2 separate regions of the Sus scrofa genome follow, and region 1 is linked to region 2. Evidence: chromatin contacts called from public HiChIP or PLAC-seq data. All regions are on one chromosome and are shown on one strand. The core of a region is the stretch at or near the end of the contact, and the rest is flanking DNA. Distances in the headings are between cores, read along the strand shown.

Region 1 (4,090 bases), core at 135-2,634, 90 kb after region 2:
CCGGGGCTGTCATGTTCCCCTATGTGTGTCTCAGAGCTTGGCCTGCCTGCCTCTGTTCTGGGAGGCGCCCTTCCTTCACCGGGTGGCGAGGCACCTTAAAGCTCTGGTCTACACACTCCCTACTCCTGGTGCAGAAGAGAACATGCCCAGAGCCCACGCCAAAGAAAAAGGATGCTTTTCTCTCTCCCAGACTTCAAACGGTGTCCCAGGGTGGCCAGGCTCCCCAGGCAGAACTTTGCAGATAAGTAAACTGAGGCAGAGCAGGGCTGGCCTGTGGGCTCTTCCAACCGCATCACCCCCTCCCTGCAACAGCGGGGGTGGGCTTTTCTTCTGAGTTCAATGGGGAGCCACTGAGGGGGGGAGGGCAAAATGACAGATTAGGGGGAAGAGTGGAGACAAGGGCAAGAACCTGATTAGATGGGTTTTCAAGGAAAATGGGAGGCGAGAGACTGTGACAGCTTGGAGAAATGACACTTGGTGGACTTTTGCCGTGAAGGGAATGGGAGGAAATGAGGCAACAGTAGCTGGAGGGGGCAAAGGGGTCCTAAGAGGTTTTTTGATTTCCTCTCTCTCTCTCTCTCTCTGCTTTTAGTTTTAAGATAATAGGAGAAGTAAGAGCATGTGAATTGATGGGATTGATTGGGGAGAGGGGAGAGAGGGCAGAACCACCAGATCAGTGTCTTGGCTTAAAGGGTAAGATCTTGTGGACAAGGGGAGGGGGTTTTCGGGCCAGGAGGGGCAGATCAGCCTGGTCCCCAGAGCAACAGGGAAGTTGGGCGCCATCCCAGGAGGTGGTCGGATGGGGGGGGGAGCTGGTGGAATTTTTATGCTGGTTCATTCATTCAAAGGCTAATAATCTGGGACGTTCTAAGTGGCAGGCTGTTGTCGGGGCTGCGATGGAGTGTGGGCTTTTTCTCAGGGGCCCGAGCACTGGTCATCAGCCCATCAGCCGCGAAAGAGGATGTGAGAGGAGGAAGTGAGCTCAGCACAGCCAGTTTGCAATGGACCAGGCAGAGAGCGAGGGAGGAAAGGACAGAGCAGCGAGGGCTGTGCGGTTGAACACGGGGTGATGCTGCCGAGACGTTCAGCACGGGTCACACGGTGAGGAGCGCAGGAGGGACAGTGGCACCAGTCAGGCCAGAGTTCATACTGCCCCCTCTCCGTTGCATGACGCTGAAGTTACTCAACCGCGCTGAGCCTCGTTTTTCTCATCTGTTAAATGGGGGAAATGGGATAAAAACCCCACAGAGTAAACGGCAGGGGTGCACGGAAAGCGCACCCTACCTGTCGGCCCGCAGGCAGGTGATGGTGCAGCCGGGAGCCTGGCGGACGCGCGGGCTTGGGGAGCGGGGACCCCCCTCAGGGGCGGGGCGGCGCTGACCACGCCCCGGGCCAGGGGGCGGGGCTCCCGCCCGCTGGACTCCCGGCGCTGCCCTTCCAGCCGCCTCGCCGCCCGGCCCGTCAGAGGGCCCGCGTGGTCCGCCTCCCGGAGCCGCGGGAAGCAGAGGTACGAGGGGCCGCGCGCAGGGTCCAGCTGGACGGGCTCTGGAACACGGACCTGGGGGCGCCCCGGGCCCCGGAGGGGAGGAGCGCTGCGAGAAGGAAGGGGAAGGGGAAGGAGCAGAGGCTGCGGAGGGGCGGGAGGGCTGGGCCCCCGCCTGCCCGGGCCACCTGTTTTGGAGGGACGCTGGTGTGCGCACCGACTGGGCGCGCTGGTCCCCCGGCCGCCGCCTCCACCCCGACTGCGCCCGAAGTTGAGCGCGGCGGCTGGACCCGGAGCCCGGCCGGCGCGGGGAGGGCGCGCCCCGCCCGGGAGCCCTCGGGGCAGCCCCTGCAGGGCCGGGCGCCGTGGTGGGAGAGAGGGGCCCTTGCGGGTGGGAAGCCGGGTCCGCGTCGCTCTGTCTGGGGGGCGCGGAATCGCCTCGGGAGGCCTCGCTGCCGGCTGTGCTCGCCCCGGGCCCTGGTGCGGGTGCGGCTGGGGAGAGGAGTAGGGAGCGGCCGGCGGGATCGAGGCTGCCGGCCGGGAGGCGTCCCTCTGGGCCCTTAGGGATGCTGAGGCTGTGGACGGCCGAGAGGAAGGAAGGGCCCTCCACGTGGAGGGATGGCCTGGGTCAGAGCTCGGGAGTGGGAAGGTCGGGCCTGAGCGCTCCCTCTCGGAGGTCCGGTCCGCAGCCCCCCTCTTTCCGGACTGCTTTTCTCCCTCCCTCTTCTCCAGGTTGGGAAGGTTGGGTCCGACTGGGGGCTGCAGTGTGCTTGGGAGAAGTTCTGGCTGGGAGGTCCAGTCTGAGGGTCCACTCCCTTTCGTCCTAGGGGAGACCCTGGCCTCAGTTTCCTCATCTGACACCTGCGAGTGGAAGGTCCCACCTCCTTGCCGGACGCTGCCCACCCTTTACCTCTGAGAGGGTTCAAAGCCACTTCCCCTGCCCACCCCCCTCTCAGGAGGACACCCTTTCTGTCTCCCCCAGATATGGAGTGATTGCTCTGTGAAGGCCCCGGGGGTCTCTGGAAGGCCGCTAGGCCCTCCTTTATCAAACACCCAGGAGCATGGGATGTGCACTCACTCTGGCACCCCCTCCCCGGGCTGCCCAAGGACTCCCCCACTGTTACCTCCTCCCAGAGAAGGGGGAGCCACCCGGCCCAGGGTGACAAGGCAGGGCCCAGGCTGGCCGGACTATCCCCTCCATGCTCACGCCTGCCCCCCACATTCCCACAGCCAGAGCCCCTAGGGGAGTCTCCGCATCAGGCCCAAATAAAGAAAAGAAAATGAGAGTCAGAGACGGAATCCTCTCAGTTGTTCATTTTCCTCCCACATGTGTTTCTGGTGCTTCTAGTGCCTGTCCCCGCTTATCTGCTAGGGCCACTTAATAAGAGGACAAACTCCGAAGTGGAAATTCTTTAAAATACTCATCCGAAGCCAGGTAGCTGCCCAGGCTAGTGGACTTCCTCTGGACGCGTGCAAGGGTCCCAGGTCCACAGTGTGTGCAGGCTTGGCAGAATCTTTCGAGGTGACTTCCTTGAAACATCAGGAAATTGGGACCCACCGCATCACCAGATGAGTCCCAGCCAGCAGCTCCCCAACCCACGTGGCCACGGAGGGCCAGATCTCCAAGGGCTCCAGGGGGCCGGTTCCCCAAGGGTCAGAATTGGGATCAGGGCCAAGTGAGACAAGGTGGCTGCCAGGGACATTTGCAACAGGAAAGGGAGAAGGAGGGGATGAGAAGAAAGGTGTGAAAACAGCCCCCCCCTCACTCCCCCCACCCCACTGCACCTCCTGGTGGGTAGAGGGTGTGGCCTTCGACCTGGCCACCCAAGCTGTGCTGGGCTGTGCCGTCTGGAATGCACCTCCTCCGAGGCGTGCCCTCAACTCCTGTTGATTAACCTGCGTTCCATTGTCTCACCCCGACTGGAAGCTCCTGGAGGGAGGAATCTCGTCTGAAGCCCAGTGCTCAGGCCTTGACTACATTTTGCTTGAATGAATGAACGGAAAGAAGTAGGATGAAAAATTTCTGCAGTCGCATCACTTGGAGATGACGATTGTAAATATTTTTCAGTGCTTACCTATTGTTTCGTCATACTCGTTAATGGATCTCATTTGACGTTTAGGGTCGTTTTTAATATTTGGCTCTTTCAGATAATGTTGCATTGAGTTTATCGATGAATTTACACAGTGCCAGTTTTTTTCTGGAAAGGTAATGAATTACCTGGTAGTTGATGCATGTGAACCTCTAGAGCGGCTACACCTAGAGCCAGCTGGCCTCCAGAGGGACTATACCATTGCCTTCTTCCTTAGGCTGTGAGTGTGCATTTCTTGTTATTTCCTGGAAATGAAATTACTGGGTCAGAGGATGAAGGTCTAACATCTCTGTGTGTTTCCTAACCATTCATTTGAACTCATCGTTGAGATATTTGCCGCTTGTCTCTCTGTGGCCAAGATCTTTGTCCCAGCTTATCATCGGGGTTTGATTTTTGCTGCCGATGCTGGGTGTGTATTTGAGGGGCCCGTTTTGGATTTTTATTTTATTTTGTGCGTGAGCTTGTTGATAAGGGAGATTTGGCTGCAGTTAAACGCTGATGGGAAGGAGCCAGAAGA
Region 2 (4,273 bases), core at 1,664-4,163:
TTTAAGATATAACTTACATACAGTAAAAGGCACCCTATTTAATGTATAATTTGACAAATGCATATCTTCAGGTATCCATCATCACCACAATCAAGATACAGAGAAGTTCCCAGGGGCTCAGCGGGTTAAGGATCTGCCATTGTCACTGCTGTGACAGGGGTTCGATCTCTGGCCTGGGAACTTCTGCATGCCTCCGACGTCGCCAAAAAGACAAAAAATACAGGGAGTTGCCGTTGTGGCTCAGGGGTAACGAACCAGATTAGTATCCATGAGGATGTGGGTTTGGTCCCTGGGCTTGCTCAGTGGGTTAAGGATCCGGCATTGCTGTGGCTGTGGTGTAGGCCGGTGGCTGCAGCTCTGATTCAGCCTCTGGCCTGGGAACTTCCATATGGCACTGGTGCAGCCCTAAAAAGACAAATATACATATATAAAACTGTCTCGAATCCCCCAAATTTCTCCTGCTCCTTTGTAGTCAACCCCTCTTTGTATTTCCAGTCCCTGGGAGCCACTGATCTGTGTTCTGTTTCCATAGTTTTACCTTTTCCAGAATGTCACAAGGATGGAATCATACAATGTGTAGCCTTTTGAGACTGTCTTACCTTTCTCTTCACATAATTCATCTGAGATCCATCCACCAACTTGTCTTTCACTTCATATTAATTCATCTGCAATCCATCCAAGAGTTTCATGCCTCAGTAAGTTGCCCCTGTTTAGTGCGGGTAGTTTTCATCGAATGAATTTACCACGTTTGTTAATCCAGCTGAAGGATATTTAGGTTGTTTCCAGTTTTTTATTATGAATAAATGTATTATAAACATTCAAGTACAGTTTTTTTGTGTAAATGTTTTCATTTCACTTTCCAATTATTTTATAATATTGTAATACCGTAAATATTAATGACAATCCTAAATCTTTTATCCCATTAAAGGAAGTAATGATATCAGCTTAAATTTCTATCTTTTTAAAAAAATCAACCAATAACATAATTATTTAAATATTTTACCTTTTAAAATGGGGGCATTTGTGAATTTCCAAAAATATGAAACCAAGCAGGACCCTGTGGGGCTCTCCTGGGTGCCAAAGCCCCTCTGTGTCCCCCATTTCTGGTTTGTGAAAAAGGGCTTTAGTCTCGCAGGACTTCCCTGAGCTCCAAAGAGCAGATTCAAGCAGTTATTAATTAGGGAACTGAAAGGACTGAAGACACAGAGGAAAAACACTCAAGAAACCAGTTCACCGATAAAACAGTCCCAGTTCCTCCGTAACAACTGTCATCCAATCGGATACATATCTTTGCGTTGTTCTGCAGAAACTAAGACCCCACCCACCCAGGTGGAGGATGTTGACGGCATGGGGACCACAAGCACACCGACCACAGACTGGCTGGAAGCAGAAGGTTCCTGAAACATCACCCGTTAACTCACCACCCACCAATCAGAAGGAAGTTCAAGAGCTAAAACCCTCACCCCAATGTTGTCTTTGAAACTCTTTCCCTGGAAACCACCGAGGAGTTTGGATCTTGCTCGGTGCCTACAGTAAACACGCACCACGGCATCAGTAAATTGGCTTTGCTGCTCAGTGAGCAAGAAGAGCCAAGTTCAGTTCAGGAGCAAGTGCGCTGCCTTAGCCTACAGGGGTTGGTGGAAATCAGATAAGGCTGCTCCTGATTCCAGGAACTCAGTTTCTTTGTTTTGTTTTTCCCAGGCTAGGGGTCAAACGGGAGCTGCAGGTGCTGCCTAATACCGCAGCCACAACACCACCAGATCCAAGCCATGTCCTCCACCGACACCAAGCTCACAGCAACGCCAGATCTTTAACCCACTGAACAAGGCCAGGGATCGAACCTGCGTCCTCATGGATAATAGTCAGATGCGTTTACTGTCGAGCCAGGACAGGAACTCCTCAAGGGTATATACTTTAACTCAGTACCAGGAAGAACTTTCAAACAGAGCTGTCTGCAAAAATAACTTACTGTTCTGGAAGGTAATAAATTTCCCTTCCTTGGCAGAGGTCCAACTTCCCCCAGGGTTTCTACTCACACAGGTTGAGTGAACAATTCCCAGCCTCTAAAAGCAGAAAGACCACTGCCAAAGCCTTTTCCAGGGCCTCCCTGGCAGCCGCTCTCCTGTGCTGCTCAGCGCTGATCCCCCCTCTCTCATCCCATTGCACAGATGAGCAGACCAAGCTTTAGCGAGGTGACCCGAGCAAGGTCACAGCGCTGGGAAGGAGCTGGCTGGACCGTGCATTTGACCCCAAGACCTGTTATCCTTCCCTGAGCCGCAGAGCCTTACCTAGGGGCTCCACATCCACTAATGCAGAAGAGGCACCTTTCTCCAAGCGTTAAAACCCTCTGGCGAGTAAGGGTAGGAAAAGGCCAGCTTCTTTTCCTGTCTATATTTATCCATTCTGACCCGGCGCCTTTCGCCTCTGGAGAACTGCTACTTGTCACTGACACACTCAAACTGATACTGTAAGAAAACCAGTTTTCGGCATTGGAGGCTTCCCACTCAGCGCTCAGCTTTAGCTTACGGGAAAAAAAAAAAAAAAAAAAAAAAGCAACTAGAGAACCCAGCATCTGGACTCCCGGATGCCGCAGGAAGGCCCTTGCCTCTCGGTTCCTCCTTTGCCACTTGGAGGAGCAGGTTCTGCCACCCTCACAGGGAGGAGGCCAGAAGACCCGGCGAAGAAAGCAGTCGGTCAGCCGACGTGGTGGTCCCCACTGAGGTGCTGGTGGGCGCAGACCTCCGCGGGGCCCGGCTTCCACACCCACAGCCCGGCGCGAACGGCGAGCGAGACTCCTGCGCACGCGCGTGCAGCGCCGGGGGCGGGGCCTGAGGGGCGGAGCCGGCGGCCCCCCCGAGCCTGGGCCCTAGGGGAGAGCGGCGCGTGCGCTCTGGGCGGTGGGCGGGGCCTGGGCGGGGACATCGAGAGGCGGGGTCGAGCGTCACGCGCAGCCCCGCCCCTCCGCCGTCGTCTACCTCCTGGAGGCGGCAACCGCTGCTGCTCTGCCCTTCCCGGTTGGCAGGGGCCAGCTGCGCCTCGGTTCTTTGGTGACCATGGGGGACCCGAGCAAGCAAGACATCCTGACCATCTTCAAGCGCCTCCGCTCGGTGCCCACCAACAAGGTAACGGCCGCCGGGCGTGTTCAGGCTTGTTTGGCATCCTTGCTGGACCCCGCGGGCGGCCCCTGCGGCGGCAGTGGCCACGGCCGCGGGAGGAGGAGCTGGCCCGGCCTGTGACACGTCGCACTGTGCGGCCGCAGCGGCTGGGCCTCGCCTGGGTCCAGACTGTGCGCCGCCCCCCCAGTCTCAGGAAGGGAGAGGCAGAAGAGGGGGCGCACACCGGGGTCCAGAGCAGGGCAGGCACCGAGGGGCCCTGGGTGCCGGAAGTGTGAGCATCTGGGGGTCCCGGGGGCGGACATTTGTGGGTTCCTGACACCGGGCCGAGGAACTTAAAGGAGGACGGAGGCGGCTTTTGGGGGTGGCAAAGTGAAGTGGCCCCTGAGTTCCTGAGAATACTGAGGGCTCATACACGGGACTCCTGCGACCTGGAGCAGACCCCGGACACCGTAGGCCACCTGTGACCCAGCCGGGAAGCGTGCACGGGGCAGAAACAACAGCTGGTAGCCCTGGGCGCTTGGGAAAACTCGACTCACCCCCTTTCCCCCTCGAGCTCACCTCTGAAGCTCCTCAGGGGCGCCTGTTAGAGCCTGGATTGTTCCCTGTGCCCTTTGGCGGCAGCCTCAGCTTCCCTGTCCGATAAAGCTGCTAAGTGGTCACTGCAGTGGCTTTGAGCTCTTTTCTCTTACGAGAAAGCCCACCACAACCCTTTCCCTTCCTAACCTTTGGGTCTCTTTGGAGATTGGGGTTTTCCTTTCTTTTTTTCATCTCCAGAGCCTGTTTCCCCCCCATGACTCTTACAACTTTTGGCTCCTGGCTGGAGATGGGATGACGCATGGGGCTAAAGTGACACCGTCCGCGGAGGATCACAGATCGGAGTGGAACCTAGACAGTGCAAAGGGCTGTCGTGTCAGCATGGACTCTCCCCTCTGCTCCTGTGACAGGAGTTCTGTCTGGTCCCCCCTGTCACCTCCACCACAACAGCTATTAACCAGTACGGTCATGCGTCATGACCCTGAAGTCCCTGAGTTTTACAGAATTTAGATGTCTTTGTTTTAAGTCTAGGTGGAGGTGAGCCCATATTTTTACAACCTAAGAGAAGTGAGAAGGAAAAAGATGACGGTAGGAGAGTCAGGAGGAGAAAGGAATTCTCCAGT

The links. HiChIP or PLAC-seq counts read pairs in DNA pulled down with a chosen protein or histone mark.
Region 1: a contact with region 2 is called in an H3K27ac HiChIP or PLAC-seq map of alveolar macrophages. The contact joins the promoter of A4GALT here to the promoter of ARFGAP3 in region 2. A contact is called at or near these places in 1 of 5 promoter capture datasets (fetal liver), 1 of 47 Hi-C or Micro-C datasets (heart right ventricle) and 1 of 2 datasets of contacts at active chromatin or transcription factors (alveolar macrophages).

The regions. Positions count from the first base shown.
Region 1 is chr5:6,082,409-6,086,498 of Sscrofa11.1, forward strand. A4GALT (lactosylceramide 4-alpha-galactosyltransferase) reads left to right here and starts at 1,385. Exons shown (of 3, transcript XM_005663760.3): 1 at 1,385-1,507.
Region 2 is chr5:5,991,224-5,995,496 of Sscrofa11.1, forward strand. ARFGAP3 (ADP-ribosylation factor GTPase-activating protein 3) reads left to right here and starts at 2,914. Exons shown (of 16, transcript XM_003481526.4): 1 at 2,914-3,122. The coding sequence starts at 3,054. LOC110260619 (a long non-coding RNA gene) reads right to left here and starts at 2,817. Exons shown (of 2, transcript XR_002343865.1): 1 at 1-2,817. LOC110260620 (a long non-coding RNA gene) reads left to right here and starts at 3,129. Exons shown (of 2, transcript XR_002343867.1): 1 at 3,129-3,387; 2 at 3,891-4,273.